Linked DNA regions of Triticum aestivum: region 2 is linked to region 1. The links are chromatin contacts, called in public Hi-C maps. All regions are on one chromosome and are shown on one strand. Each heading gives the region's core, a stretch centred on a gene start, on an enhancer-like site or on the middle of the called end of the contact. The rest is flanking DNA. Distances are from core to core; before and after follow the strand shown. Region 1 holds the start of LOC123044338 (eukaryotic translation initiation factor 5A-2). Region 2 holds the start of LOC100192141 (probable WRKY transcription factor 3).

Evidence for each region. Hi-C and Micro-C count contacts between places; a contact is called where the count stands out from the background.
Region 2: a contact with region 1 is called in a Hi-C map of leaf, with 4 times the contacts expected there. The contact joins the promoter of LOC100192141 here to the promoter of LOC123044338 in region 1. A contact is called at or near these places in 2 of 5 Hi-C or Micro-C datasets (both in leaf).

The regions. Positions count from the first base shown.
Region 1 is chr2B:198,790,054-198,797,769 of IWGSC CS RefSeq v2.1, forward strand. It overlaps LOC123044338 (eukaryotic translation initiation factor 5A-2), which reads left to right and starts at 3,466. Exons shown (of 6, transcript XM_044467062.1): 1 at 3,466-3,751; 2 at 3,856-4,017; 3 at 5,060-5,182; 4 at 5,265-5,321; 5 at 5,403-5,477; 6 at 6,380-6,797. The coding sequence starts at 3,892. The coding sequence ends at 6,481.
Region 2 is chr2B:199,098,258-199,105,973 of IWGSC CS RefSeq v2.1, forward strand. It overlaps LOC100192141 (probable WRKY transcription factor 3), which reads left to right and starts at 3,710. Exons shown (of 4, transcript XM_044467063.1): 1 at 3,710-4,016; 2 at 4,944-5,785; 3 at 5,893-6,009; 4 at 6,748-7,295. The coding sequence starts at 3,828. The coding sequence ends at 7,006.

The DNA.
Region 1 (7,716 bases), core at 2,216-4,715:
CAAGGTAGCCCAATCCTTCTGAGGCAAAGGACAGGCCAAACGGTTTCTTATGATAAGCAAAGTCTTCTTGAGGGTACACGGGAATTTCATCTAGTCACTTTCATCATGTTGGCTTAATTCGTGTTCGGTACTTTGATAATTTGATATGTGGGTGGACCGGTGCTTAGGTGTTGTTCTTACTTGAACAAACCTCCTACTTATGATTAACCCTCTCTCAAGCATCCGCAACTACGAGAAAAGTATTAAGAATAAATTCTAACCATAGCATTAAACTTTTGGATCCAATCGGTCCCTTACGGAATTGCACATAAACTGGGGTTTAAGCTTCTGTCACTCTCGCAACCCACCATCTAATAACTACTCCACAATGCATTCCCTTAGGCCCAAATATGGTGAAGTGTCATGTAGTCGACGTTCACATGACACCACTAAGAGAATGGCAACATGCATACCATCAAAATATCGAACACATATCAAGTTCACATGATTACTTGCAACGTGATTTCTCCCGTGACCTCAAGAACGAAAGTAACTACTCACAAATGATAAAAATGCTCAAGATAAGAGGGGTATTGAATAGCATAATGGATCTAAACATATAATCTTCCACCAAATAAACCATATAGTAATCAACTACAAGATGTAATCAACACTACTAGTCACCCATGGGAACCAATCTATAGTTTTGATACAAAGATTGAACGCAAGAGATGAACTAGGTTTTGAGAGGAGTTGGTGTTGTGAAGATGTTGATGAAGATAACCCTCCCCAAGATGGAAGAGTTGTTGGTGATGATGATGACAATGATTTCCCCCTCTGGAGGGAAGTTCCCCCGGAGGAATCGCTCCGCCGGAGGGCAAAAGGGCTCCTGCCCAAGTTCCGCCTCGAGGCGCCGGCACTTCGTCTCGAATGTCCTCCCCTTATTTTTTCTAGGTCAAAATGACTTATATACCAGAAGATGGGCACCGGAGGAGGGCAGCACCCACCAGGGCGCGTCTAGGCCTCCTGGCACGCCCAGGTGGGTTGTGCCCACCTGGTGGCCCTCCTCTGGTACTTATTTGCTCAAATATTACTTAAATATTCCACAAAGAATCCTCGGGGAGTTTCAGCTCATTTGGAGTTGTGCAGAATAGGTAGCTTGACGTAGCTTTTTCAGGTCCAGATTTCCAGCTACCAGGATTCTACCCCTTGGTGCATACCTTGCATATTATGAGAGAAAAGGCATTAGAATTACTCCAAAAAGCATTATTATAAATAAAACAACATAAATAATAGTAGGAAAACATGATGGAAAATGGACGTATCAGTCAATAGGTTAGTCCCAGAAAATGATATAAAGTTGCTATAAAATGATTGTAAGACATACAAGAATGATAATATAGCAGCATGGAACAATAAAAAATTATAGATACGTTGGAGACGTATCAGCAACTCGCTCCCCAACGGGCTTGGTGGCGGCGCGAGGGCGCCGCCCAGGGGCACCTCGGGCGCCGGGCGCCGCATGGACCCTAGCGACAGCTCGGCCTGTGACGGCTTTGTCCTTGCTGGCGTTGACGCGCTGGTAAAGGAGTCTTCATGACGCGCTGGTGGGCTCGGCGATGACCTCTGCCCTGGTGTGCCGATCCGTCCTGATCCTCTTCCACCAAAGAGGAAATGCTTTGGGACTTGCTTTGGGGGAGACAAATGTCGCCGCTCCCTTATCACCAAAATGAAAACTAGGTTTGGTCATGCTCCGCCGTCCTCATCCTGACAGCGGGACGCCATCCATGTGATGGCCGCCGAGCCCCGCCGCTGGCGCCGTACGACCTGCCTCGTGAGGCGGTCTCGCAAGGGGAGCCTCACGAGGCGGCCCGATGCTTAGTAGCCACGGCAGGGCTCTGCCTGGCGACAAGGGGCCTCGCGAGGCGACTCCCCGCAGAGCAGCTGGAGCAGGACCACCTGCCATGGGCCAGCCAAGGTGTCGACCTTTGGGCCAGAGGCAGACGGACAGTGGTTCCCTGGTTCCCACTGGGCCGACAGTGGTGAGTTCATTTCACACTCCACCCCAACCTATGTAGAACCCACCAGATCCATTCAGTTTGGAAGATTTAACTCTCCACCCCACCTCATTCTCCCTAGTCCATATCCATCTAGAACCCATCAGACTCCTTTGATTTGAGTTTACTCCCTACTCCACCCCAATCCCTCTTATCCATTTAGAACCCACCATGCCCCTTAGGTTTCCCCGTAAAACAGTAAATAAGGCAGTTAGGGAGCCTTGATCCTCACACATGCCTCTACACGCATAACGATAAAACAAGCAAGTTGAGTAAGGGCATCTCCAACAGTCGTAAGATAGGTGTTGGTTAATTTGCCACCTAGGACATAGTGATGATTTGGCATGTAATAAATATGGAGAGAGAGCAAAGTTGTATGTAGATTAACCAACAACCTTTGCACAAGCTCCAGGGTGAAATAGAGAGCAATCACATTAATTTTCTCACAATTTATTGGATAGCTTACATACAACCTATTGAAATAGTTGTATGATAGCTTGTTGGTTGATGACATGGACATTTTACCAATAAGACTAACATACAACCTGTTGGAGATGCCCTAAGTATTTACGCTGACATGGCATAGTGATGAGGTGGATAGGCTGCATGACGAAAGAAATATAATAGTGGGGATGAGCTATTTAGGTATTATAGATACATGTTAGTACGTAGTTCTTTTATGATGACACAACCAAACGAGGCAAGCGATCAAGTGCAAATAATTCCTGCCGTGGCTTCTCCCCAATATGCATCCACCAATCGCCACTCTTTCCGACCCCCTCCACCAGTCGCCCTTTGTCCTAATCAACACAACTATGGTTTTGCCGCTACAAATCGGTGCTCGCAAATACAGTGTTGCTTGCTTGCTTGAGTTTCTCTTTCCAGTGTTATAAGTGCATTGATTGTGATATATACTATCAAATTTAATTTAAGTAATTTTGCAATTCATAGAGCGGAAAGAATTATGGCAGTACGGTTAATTTTAGGATCTTCATAACCAGCTAACATTCTCTGAAAGGGCATGACAAACAAACGGTTTTATGACAGTTTACATAGTCGCAAGTTTTTTATCGGATTTGCCGTGCTTGTTAAAGGAAGTTGCCATCATCACGACAACGTCATAAAACATTCGTTTTGTCATGCCCTCCCAAGGGAAGCACTTAGCCAAATAATAATTCACATTTTTTAAACCATGTATGTGAATACACAATCCAACGCAACAATCATCCCAATCTGAGTAGTGCACTGTGACGTCCTCCCAAGGAATCCCTATCCTATCGGAATCAGATATTTGACTTGAGTTTTCTGATCACCGATCAGCGAAAAGAAGCCATAAAAAGGCAGAAGAAAAGCAGAGAAAAAACAGAGAGGAAGATGCTCGAGCCGCCCCATGGCGTGGTTCGAACGCGAAGATATTCCTGCCTTCCGCAGCCGTACACCTGTAGCCATCCTCCAACCAAACCGACGGCCCCGATCTCTCCCTCCACCCGTCGACAAAAGTCCTCTTCCGCCGAGACGCGGGCCCGGACCATCTCCGGCCCCACCGTCATCCTCAGCAAGCAGGGAGGGTAGGCAGGTAGGTGTGGCCGGAGCACGCGCTGTCAGCGCTATAAATGCGCTCGAACCCTAGTATTCGGCGCGAGCTTATCACTTATCATCATCAGCGCCCCTCCGTCCCTCCCTCCTCCTGGCGCGTCGTGATCCATCCAGCCCAGGTGAATTCGGGGGATCGATTCAGTTCCGAATTTGGCCGAGGTTTCTTGATTTGGGAGCTTCGAAGCTTAATCTCGTTGCTTGGATTTGGTTTGCTGTTGTTCAGGGGCGAGAAGCTAGTTAGCGGGTGATTAAGGTCGCCATGTCGGACTCCGAGGACCACCACTTCGAGTCCAAGGCCGATGCGGGGGCGTCCAAGACCTTCCCTATGCAGGCCGGCGCCATCCGGAAGGGCGGCTACCTCGTCATCAAGAACCGCCCCTGCAAGGTATGGATTTTCCTCGATCCCGGCTGGATGGTTGTGTGTGTGTGATCGCAATTCCGATGCTGCTCTTCATGGCCGCCGTACTATGAAGGAATACTGATTTTGTTATCTCCGCACGCTGCTATTTCTGTTTGAGAATGCTTGCGAGCTGTCGTCGGATGGTTCCGTTTCGTATCAGTGTGGATTGACTTGTTGACATATCGGTGGTGACCCCAAGGAGAAGGGTGGAGTTGTTATTTATAGGGGAGGGGAGCTATTTTGACCATGTTCGCCACTATCTGCCACGTACTGTACACGATTAATTAGGAGGGTCTTGAAACAGGGGAAGCTTTAGCTACATGATATACTATCCCCTTTCCTGTGATCCAAAAAAACAAAAATCATGTGATGGGATAACTTGTAAAATACATGTTTTATTGTACAACTAAACTTGCTAACGTCCATTATTCCTGTAATTTTAATAATATTTTCCTAGTATTTTGCGGGGTACGAGAAGTAGTTTGATAACCAAAACGGGATTCCCACTCGGGCACTTTAAACTCTATATATCTGTACAGTGGGTGATTTGGCTATTCCGTGTCGGAACTTTAAGATTGTAATCGAAGTGTAAGGGGCACTGTCGACATGTTTGGATGGAATATGATGGAGATTTTAAGCTTCCTGCATGTACATAGACCTAACTTCCGAAGGAAACAATACCTTTCTTTCTCAATCTATCTATTGCCTTGACTTATCCAAACAAATCATCGATCATAAATTTGTTCTGTTGTAATTTGGAAGGGACAAACAGTTAATTGACTCAAAAGCTAAAACTAATTTATCCATGTTTATCTAGCTTGTTGTGCCAATGCGATTGCTGTCCTTACCTTTTTAGTACATATTTCTTCACCTACTCCTGTGTGTATGTTTCCTGTAAGTTCTGACGTCTGTCATTGTGATCAGAATACACTTCAAGGCTTAAGCCTGAAAATATGTGGTGCTTCTTTGACATTAATTTTCAAGTCTTTTATCTTATCTCGTTGTGCTAAATAAACTTGTGCAACAGGTGGTGGAGGTTTCTACCTCGAAGACTGGAAAGCACGGTCATGCTAAATGCCACTTTGTTGCCTTAGATATATTCAATGGTAAAAAGCTTGAGGACATTGTTCCTTCATCCCACAACTGTGATGTAAGTTTATTTTATCAATGTTTAATAAAGAACTTTGGTTGGTTCAGTTTTACAGATAACTCACTATTCTATATATTTTTAGGTGCCACATGTGGACCGTACTGAGTATCAGCTGATTGACATATCAGAGGATGGATTTGTACGTTCTACTAATCAAGAAAAATGTATTTTTATTGTGCATAATTATTGGCCTCGATACTTACTATATTTTTTGTTTTAGGTGAGCCTTCTTACTGATAATGGTAGCACTAAGGATGATCTTAAACTCCCAACTGATGACGCTATCCTGACCCAGGTTTGGTTGACAAATCTTTGAGCATCTTTTTCTTACTTTTGCATGTGGTTATCCGTGATAAGATGTGTCCTTACTCATTTGTTAGGTTTGTTATGCTGTCTTCTTTGCTTTATAGGAGTTATATCACCCCTTATTCTGAGATAGTTCTTTCTATACTCCAAAATATCCTGACCGGTGTTGATATTTCTGCAGTTTTGTTTGTAATTTATTTTTAGCACAACAAGTCACATCTATGATTGATATCTTTTGTATTTTAGTATTTCTGAGTATCTCGATTTATTGATTTGATGTTTATATAAGTAGTAGGAACTTTTAGACACTGCACACTTCTGAAATAGCTGCAATAAGAACTAGAGGAAATCTAGACGTTTACTCTTCCCACCTCTCTGTTTATACTAGTATTTATTATCATCTGTTTTTCTTTCTTCTGGTCGTGAAAGGCCGACTTCACCATGGCCCTACATGGTTGCAGTGTACATCTAAGCCAGTAGCCACACTAAAATCTTACAGCCGAGGCTGTTCTGGTTGTTGCTCTGTTTTTTGGTGTGGTGCATGTTACATTCCTCTTTCTTCAGTATATGAATTATGAAGCGCATACAAGAATAAAACTCTGATGTTTAGAAGTGTTCTTGCTATTTCCTTTCCACCTCTGTTGTGCTGAACACTTTACTTTCACTTCATTGTTCATGCATCTCGGTCTGCTTGCCATCCATCTCCCTCGAAGCACGTCTGATTTTTTCTGTCAAATTGCACTGTAACCGTGATTACTTTTGCTGCTTTATCATTTATGCATTGCAACCACGTATATGCCTTAGACATTACTAGTAAGTACAGTAGTACTTCTTATGAGGTATAAGAATGTCCAAATTGCTTACTGGGTAAAAATCTGCTTGTTAATTCAGCTCAAGGACGGATTTGCTGAGGGGAAGGATCTGGCGCTGACGGTCATGTCGGCCATGGGGGAGGAGCAGATCTGCGCAGTCAAGGACGTGGGCCCCAGGTAACTTCCTCGGAGCGAGGGCCAAGATAAACGGAGGGATCCATTATCTGTCAAATTTAAGCTAAAGAAAGACAAAAGTATTAAAGAAGGAATGCTATCGAGTGAGACATTCACCTAAGCCGGAGTCAAGTGCAGTGATTGCTGGGTGTAGCATATCTGCTTACCTCTACCTATCATCCGTGACATTTGGGACCCTTGTAATATTTCCTATGGTTTTATATATGTGCTTGGTGTCAATAATTGATTGATTTGGGACGGTGCAAACTGTATGCCAGAAAGCACGCCTGGCCATTATTATTGTGGATTTCATGATACTACAAGGCTTGGTGTTCAGTTTCTCGTTAAATCAAAAAAAATCAAGTTACTACATATTGAATCTAACCACTATTTCCTTTTTTTAATCTAACCAATAAACTTGATTTTTTTTGTTTTCAAATTTGTTCTACCAAAAACTGTTCATTTTTCTTGGGATAACAAAAACTGTGGCATAACTGATGGTCAGGTCATATGCCCAATAGTTGGACGGTAATTTGCACCGTAGTCGATCGGCCTTCATTCTCGCAGTCGCAGTAATCCTGCCAAGCATAATGCAACTTGCGAGTTACGTGATGGAGACGCGAGGGATGGGAAGCAGCACCGAGCACGCACGCCACCGGCGCATGTTAGGCCGACCAGACGGCTGCGGATTCTGGCCACATTTCCGTTTCAAGTCGTCAAGGTTGCTGTGATCTCCGCTGCACTCCAGTGCCGCCAGTTGGCATATGGCGATCATCCACTTGATCTAAGAGCACCTCCACTCGCTTGGCCCTTCAGCCCACCGGTCGGCGCTATTTTGGCCCTTCGGCCGGCGCTTTTTCGTCCCTGGGCGATCTAGTTTTCAGTCACGTTCCCAGAAGTCGGCCCCAAAACGTTATAAATTCAAACTTGGCATTTTCTGCTACCCAAGAAAACGCCACAAGTCCGGCGATCAGCGGCTACCACATAGTTCGGCCATCACAAAGCCACAGTTCGGCGAACAATCACTCGAAAGTTCGGCGTTCAAAAGGAAGGGCGCATAGGCAATGCATCAAACAACGGCGTTGTCCTCCGGCGTCGGACTAGCGGGGGTTGGCGAGCGTGGGCTGGTCGGCGTCGGCGCGGCTTCTGTGCTGGGCGTCGTGGAGGCACCATTGCTCGGGCTTGGCGGGGGCGTCGGCGTTGGGGTCGGCGTGCGAGTTGGCGCAGTCAACGACGACATCT
Region 2 (7,716 bases), core at 2,460-4,959, 310 kb after region 1:
ACCAAGATCCATCTATGAGTTCATATAAGCAACGAGTTAAGGGGAAGAGTTTGCATCTACATACCACTTGTAGATCAAGTGCGGAAGCGTTCAAGGGGATGGTGATGATGGAGTCGTACTCGTCGTGATTCGGATCACCGATGACCAAGTGCTGAACGGACAGCACCTCCGCGTTCAACACACGTATGGGACGGACGACGTCTCCTCCATCTTGATCCAGCAAGGAGGAAGGAGAGGTTGAGGAAGGCAGCTCCAACGGCAGCACGACGGCGTGGTGTAGTTGGTGCAGAAGTACTCCGACAGGGCTTCGCCAAGCACGTACGGAGGAGGAGAGGTGTTGGGGAGGGGAGGGGCTGCGCCTTGAGTTGTGTCGTACAGCAGCCCTCCCCTCACCCCTCTATATATAGGAGGAGAGGGGCAAGGGGGCCGGCCCTCTAGGGGAAACCCTAGAGGGGGGCGGCGGCCAAAGGGAGAGGGAAAAGGGTGACTTGCCCCCCAAGCTAGGGGGGCGCCCCCTTTAGGGTTTCCCCTCCCCTTGACCTAGCCGCATGGGCCTAGGTGGGGAGGCGCGCACAGCCCACTAGGGGCTGGCTCCCTCTCCCACACAGCCCATGTGGCCCCCCGGAAGTGGTAGCCCCACCCGGTGGACCCCCGGAACCCTTCCGGTGGCCCCGGTACAATACCGGTATGCCACCGAAACTTTCCGGTGTCCGTTTAACCACTTTCCTTATATAAATCTTTACCTCCGGACCATTCCGGAACTCCTCGTGACGTCCGGGATCTCATCCGGGACTCCGAACAACATTCGGTAATCACATACTTGTCTTCCTGATAACCCTAGCGTCACCGAACCTTAAGTGTGTAGACCCTACGGGTTCGGGAGACATGCAGACATGACCGAGACGACCTCAGGTCAATAACCAACAGCGGGATCTAGATACCCATGTTGGCTCCCACATGCTCCTCGATGTTGTCATCGGATGAACCACGATGTCAAGGGTTCAAGCAACCCCGTATACTACTCCCTTTATCAGACGGTATGTTACTTGCCCGAGACTCGATCGTCGGTATCCCAATACCTCGTTCAGTCTCGTTACCGGCAAGTCACTTTACTCGTACCGTAATGCATGATCCCGTGACCAGACACTTGGCCACCTTGAGCTCATTATGATGATGCACTAACGAGTGGGCCCGGTGATACCTCTCCGTAACACGGAGTGACAAATCCCAGTCTCGATCCGTGTCAACCCAACAGACACTATCGGAGATACCTGTAATGCACCTTTATAGTCACCCAGTTACGTTGTGACGTTTGGTACACCCAAAGCACTCCTACGGTATCCGGGAGTTACACGATCTCATGGTCTAAGGAAGAGATACTTGACATTGGAAAAGCTCTAGCAAACGAACTAACCGACCTTTGTGCTATGCTTAGGATTGGGTCTTGTCCATCACATCATTCTCCTAATGATGTGATCCCGTTATCAACGACATCCAATGTCCATAGCCAGGAAACCATGACTATCTGTTGATCACAACGAGCTAGTCAACTAGAGGCTCACTAGGGACATATTGTGGTCTATGTATTCACACGTGTATTACGATTTCCGGATAATACAGTTATAGCATGAATAAAAGACTATTATCATGGACAAAGAAATATAATAATAACACTTTTATTATTGCCTCTAGGGCATATTTCCAACAGGAGACACCTGTAGTACTCCTTTATAATCACCCAGTTACATTGTGACGTTTGGTAGTACCCAAAGTGTTCCTCCAGTAAACGGGAGTTGCATAATCTCATAGTTACAGGAACATGTATAAGTCATGAAGAAATCAATAGCAACATACTAAACGATCAAGTGCTAGGCTAATGGAATGGGTCATGTCAATCACATTATTCTCCTAATGATGTGATCCCATTAATCAAATGACAACACATGTCTATGGTTAGGAAACATAACCATCTTTGATTAATGAGCTAGTCAAGTAGAGGCATACTAGTGACTATATGTTTGTCTATGTATTCACACATGTATCATGTTTCCGGTTAATACAATTCTAGCATGAATAATAAACATTTATCATGAAATAAGGAAATAAATAATAACTTTATTATTGCCTCTAGGGCGTATTTCCTTCAGCGGGAGGCGGCGGAGCTGAGGTGGCACATCGTGATTGGTCCGGGTGATGTGGCGGCGGCGGTGGACATGTCCGGTGGCGGGGATTTTTGTCCGGTGGCGCGGTGGGGAAAAAGGGGTAGGGTTTCATCTGCGTGAAAATCCGGGAGGGGCACAAATATATAGGTAGAGGGAGCTAGGAGTGTCCAAATGAGGAGCGGTTTTCGGCCACGCGATCGTGATCGAACGACCGAGAGCATGGAGGGGAGTTTGCTGGGTTTTTGGGCCACTTTGGAGGGGTGTTGGGCTGCAACACAAAAGAGGCCTTTGCAGTTACCCGGTTAACCGTTGGAGTATCAAACGACCTTCAAATGGCACGAAACTTGACAGGCGGTCTACCGGTGCTATAACAAGGCCACTTGGCAAGCCTCGGGCCATTCCGAAAAAGTTTAACACCTGCACACAACGAGAGACGAAAGGGGAACGCCGTAGGGCATAGGAGAGCCGGATTGCAAAACGAACAACGGGGAAAAGGCTCGGATGCATGAGACGAACACGTATGCAATGCAATGCACATGATGACATGATAAAATGCAACACGCAAGCAAATGACATGGCAATGACAGTAAATAACTAGCAGACACCTGGCGCATCGGATCCGGGGCGTTACACCCTTCCCCCCGGCACCGAACACAGAAGCTGGGGTTCCGGCACTCCGCCGAGATGTGGCCATCATCCTTGCCACAGTTGTAGCAGCAGCCAAAAAGCTCCGCCGGCATCCTGGACTCCGGCGGCGAACGGGGCGCAGCCAACACGCGCTGAGCATGGCGGCGCCTCTGTGGGAAGGCAGGGCGAGCAGGCGGCCCTCTCGGCCGGCGGCTCCTATCATCCAAACCGCCTCCACCTGGGGTGAATGAGAAGGACCTGCAGCCCCGCCCTGGACCAGCGGACCGAAGGCCGTGCCCACAACCGGCGTCACGACGATGGATCTGAGCTGGGGGCGGGGGGGACGGCAGGACGGGCAGAGCATGCTCCAGACGCGGCGCCGGCGAGGAAGTAGGGGAGGAAAGCTCCGACGAGGATGAGCCGGACAGAGAAACCCGCGAAGCCATGGCGAGGCGGCGGGGGAAGGGGTGGGGTGGGGTGGCTGCCGGTCCCGGAGCGGAGCACGGCGCAAGGCTGGTGGCCGCCGGCTGTGTGGGAGAAAGCACTGCGTAAAATACTTGAACTATAAGAGCAACTCCAATGGAGCGATCCATTTCGTCTGCCGCTGTTCGTTTGGGTCGGCGCGGACAAAAGAGGAGGCTCAACGCGCCGACACAAACCAAATCATGTCCGCTTCGTGTCCGTGTCGACGCATTTGCACTTAAATTTGCGCCCCAAAGTTACACACAGATATTTGGGTTCGGTCTGTTGGTTCGGCTTACCATGTTTAGAAGGGGTGGACAAATATCTCCGTTACGGTTTCGGAAAATATCCGGGTTTTTCCTTCCGCGGGGCTTCGCCTCCGCTTGGACGACGTGGCACGAGCCACCAATCATTCAGCGCCCTCATTGCGATTTTTGTTGCCTCGCCCACTCGCACTCCCGTCCGGGGGAATAAATACCGAGCGTCCCACTTGGCAACCAATCTGACAGCAGAAAGCATCCCTCCCTCCCTCCAGCCCACGCGCTCGTCGCCGACGCGCGCGTACTCTACTCACCCATGGCGGCGGGGCAGTGGTCAGGCATCGGCGACGGCGGCGGCCTCTGGGCCCCGCCCGCGCTCGACAGCCTCTTCCCCGACGACCAGCCGTCGCCGGCCGCCTCGGCGCTGGGCTTCTTCGGTGGATCCCTCGCGCAGCTCCCTTCCCCTCCGCCGCTCTGCGGCACCGCGCTCCTCGGGTACCCCCAGGTACCGACGACCGATCTCATCTCAGCTTCCTCCCCCTAATCGCACGCTCGCTGCTGCTGTCCTGTTTGATTGATTAACAGCACGTAACTACTGTATCTGACATAGCTCGACGTACCAATTAGTAGTAATTATACCAGTAGCAGTACAGATACTGAATCGGCATGAACAGGGTAGATTTTCCTTCTGTTGTTTCTGTTGCCAATCCAGCTCCCTCCGCATTGCTATTTTTAGGCCGCGGGATCGGAATTTCCGCGCCCTGTGGCCCGTGCTCCTTGGAATTATTGGCCCTGGACGCCCCAGCCGGAAGGGGACCAGCTTCTCCAGGGACGAATGGCCTGCATTGCACGTGCGTCAAGTTAATCGCGGGTCGGCCTCGGCCCGTGGATTGGTAACTGTCAAGGTCGCCGATGTGTGCCTTCTGCCTTGCCGACAGCTGCACATTGATGTGCTGGGCGCCCCAAAAAAATTCACGTGCTAACAGGTCGAGTTATAGATAAGTAAACATCGCAATCGACAAGGACAGGCAGTGGGCGGGCGATCTTTCCAAGAACCTGATGTTTCTTGAGATGGTGGAGTAGATTTGTGGTCGGTGTAGTTAGAGCGTTAATGGTGGCACCTTCGTCTTCCATTTTGAAAGCGTTAAGGAGCCTGATGGTTTCCCTTCAATAATATTAGAAACCATGGTGCTTGCCCTTGATTCCTTTACGTCAAAATTTGTTGATACCACGTCGATGTCCACTTTTCCTATGCTATGTTTTGTTACTGTTGTACTATGTTTTGTTAAAACCGGTATGTTTTTGTTGAATTCATTTACATGGTTTCGTTACTATTGCACTGTGTTTTCTGAGTTGCTTTATATGGTTTTTTAGTTACTATTGCAATAGTATGTTCTATTATAACTGGTATTTATATTTTCTTCGTTTGCAGGACAACTTTGATGTGTTCCATGAACAAGACCTAGCACAGCTGGCAGCACAAGTAGCTCAAAAGAAAGAGTTGCGGGAAAAACAAGGGGCGGGATTGCATCACAAGATTGGACCTCAACTAGCTTTTTCTAAATACAGTATACTTGATCAAGTGGACAACTCTTCTTCTTTCTCATTGGCAACTTCAGTGCTGACACCTCAGCATGTCAGTTCTTCCGTAGGCGCGGCATCAATGCAGGGACAGACTTTGCCATCACACACTGGTAGTGGTAGTGTCAACACTGGACCAACTGGAGTTTTACAAGTGCTCCAAGATTCATCCACCACTCTGGACAGTATCAACACTGGATCAACTGGAGTTCTGGAAGCACTCCAAGGTTCATCCATCACTCTGGATAGACCTGCTGATGATGGATACAACTGGCGTAAGTATGGACAAAAGGCAGTCAAGGGTGGGAAGTATCCAAGGAGCTATTACAAATGTACCCTGAATTGCCCGGTCAGGAAAAATGTAGAGCACTCTGCAGATGGACGAATTATTAAAATAATTTATAGAGGTCAGCACTGCCATGAACCCCCCTCAAAGAGGTTTAAAGATTGTGGTGATTTATTGAATGAGTTAAATGATTTCAATGATGCCAAGGAGCCTTCAACTAAATCACAATTAGGTTGTCAAGGTTATTATGGAAAACCTATAACGCCAAATGGAATGATGACGGATGTTTTATTGCCAACGAAGGAAGAGGGGGATGAGCAATTATCTAGTTTAAGTGATATCCGGGAAGGTGATGGTGAAATAAGAACTGTTGATGGAGATGATGGTGATGCCGATGCAAATGAAAGGTATTTCCTACAGCTGAACATAAATTCCTTACTTGGAACTTTGCTAAGTTCATCCAGACTTCCTAATTAGCATCTTTAAGCTTACTGTTATTATTTCCGTGAGGCAGGAATGCACCAGGTCAAAAGATTATCGTGAGTACAACGAGCGATGTTGATCTTTTGGACGACGGCTATAGGTGGCGCAAGTATGGACAGAAAGTGGTGAGAGGAAATCCTCACCCAAGGTAAGCCCATCATCTCATTTTATTGTTGAATCTTTGAAGTTTTTTCTTTACCATTTTATCTTAGAAAATGTGTCATATTTACAATTATATATGTGATAACTGCCTTGAATACTAATTGGTTAATGTTGGAGCCTATGAAGTTTGTTGGCATCAACTTGATGTTGTTATTGACTTTGTTGGCATCAACATGATGTTATTGACAACTCCACATGGCTCACTTGCACTTGCACACGCATGGGACATTTGTCTTGCAGCAATGCATGGAAAAGGCTTTAAATTTGCATTCAAGAGAAATATACATCTGACAAGCTTAAAAAGCATGATAGGCTAATACTGCTTGTTAATGACAGCCAATATCCATCCTACATAGAATTGGCTTTGGAATTATTTGGCAAAGAATTCATGCCTTGCTTATCTTATAATTCAACTGATATGAAGATCCTCCTGCTGATCTAAGTATATTTTGTAACTGCTGCTCTGGTTTATTTGAATGAGTACACATTTGACTGTTACACACATAGTTGGTGAAACAAGGAATACATTTCTTCTTTTATTCTGAAAAAAGTGTGGTGATGAATAATGTGCATGCTTATCAATTGTCTGTGTATCTTCTGTTATTTTTCACAAGACCCAGCTGGCACAGACAATTTATTCCAAATTGAAAAACCATATCTCCATAACGTTTTTGAGTTCCAGAAAAAGAGTCCATGAACCTGAGTGCCTACTCTGTCCATGTAGGAGCTATTACAAGTGCACTTACCAAGGATGCGACGTCAAGAAGCATATCGAGAGATCTTCCGAGGAACCACATGCTGTGATAACTACATACGAAGGGAAGCATACGCATGACGTGCCTGAGTCTAGGAACAGAAGCCAAGCCACAGGTCAACACCACTGCAAAGAGCAGACTTATTCAGAACAATCAGCTGCAAGCTTCTGCAGTAGCTCGGAAAAGAGAAAATATGGAACAGCCATTCTGAACGATCTCGCCTTCTAGTTTGGTCCCCGTGTCTTCTTTACCGACCACGGTGGTGGCTCGCGAAAGAAAGAAAGAAACACAATTCGATTGGTTCTTCGGTGACGGGCTGTTATTGCTCATGCTCTGTTTGCTGTATATTCCCCACTCCAGTAATAACTCTTGCATATGCAGAAATTGTAACTGTTGAACATGATGGGTGGTCCATTGTTGGTAAAAACCTTCCAGTTGGACCAGCATGACTGCGTGTCAGGTGCACATACTTTGTCTGTTGAAAACTTGGCTATTTCAGTTAAACAGCACAAGGCAATGATTGCATGTTAACCCAACTGCAATTTGAAGTATAGTTTGTTAAGATGTTACTATAACTGACACTGATTAAAAAAGTCGTGCTTCTAAAAACTAATCTGTATGTATACTGGAAGTCATTTAACAGATTCATTGAAATCTATGTGATTGCTGTAATTTCTGCTCTGCCCTGGCACATTATCGACAAGAAAATAAAATGAAATACAGGTTGTGTTCTGAACGGGTATCTTTCTTCTTTCCTTGTCAACATCTTCCACGTCCACGAAAACTGTTGCCACCTGCAATCGTGGATCTTGGACTGAACTATAGTTGTCTCAGCCGTTCCTCCAATCCTAGCAGTTACATTCTTCTTTTTAGGGAATCCTAGTAGTTATATTGTTCATAGGATTAAGCTTTTGGGAGAATTCTCTGTCACAACCAGG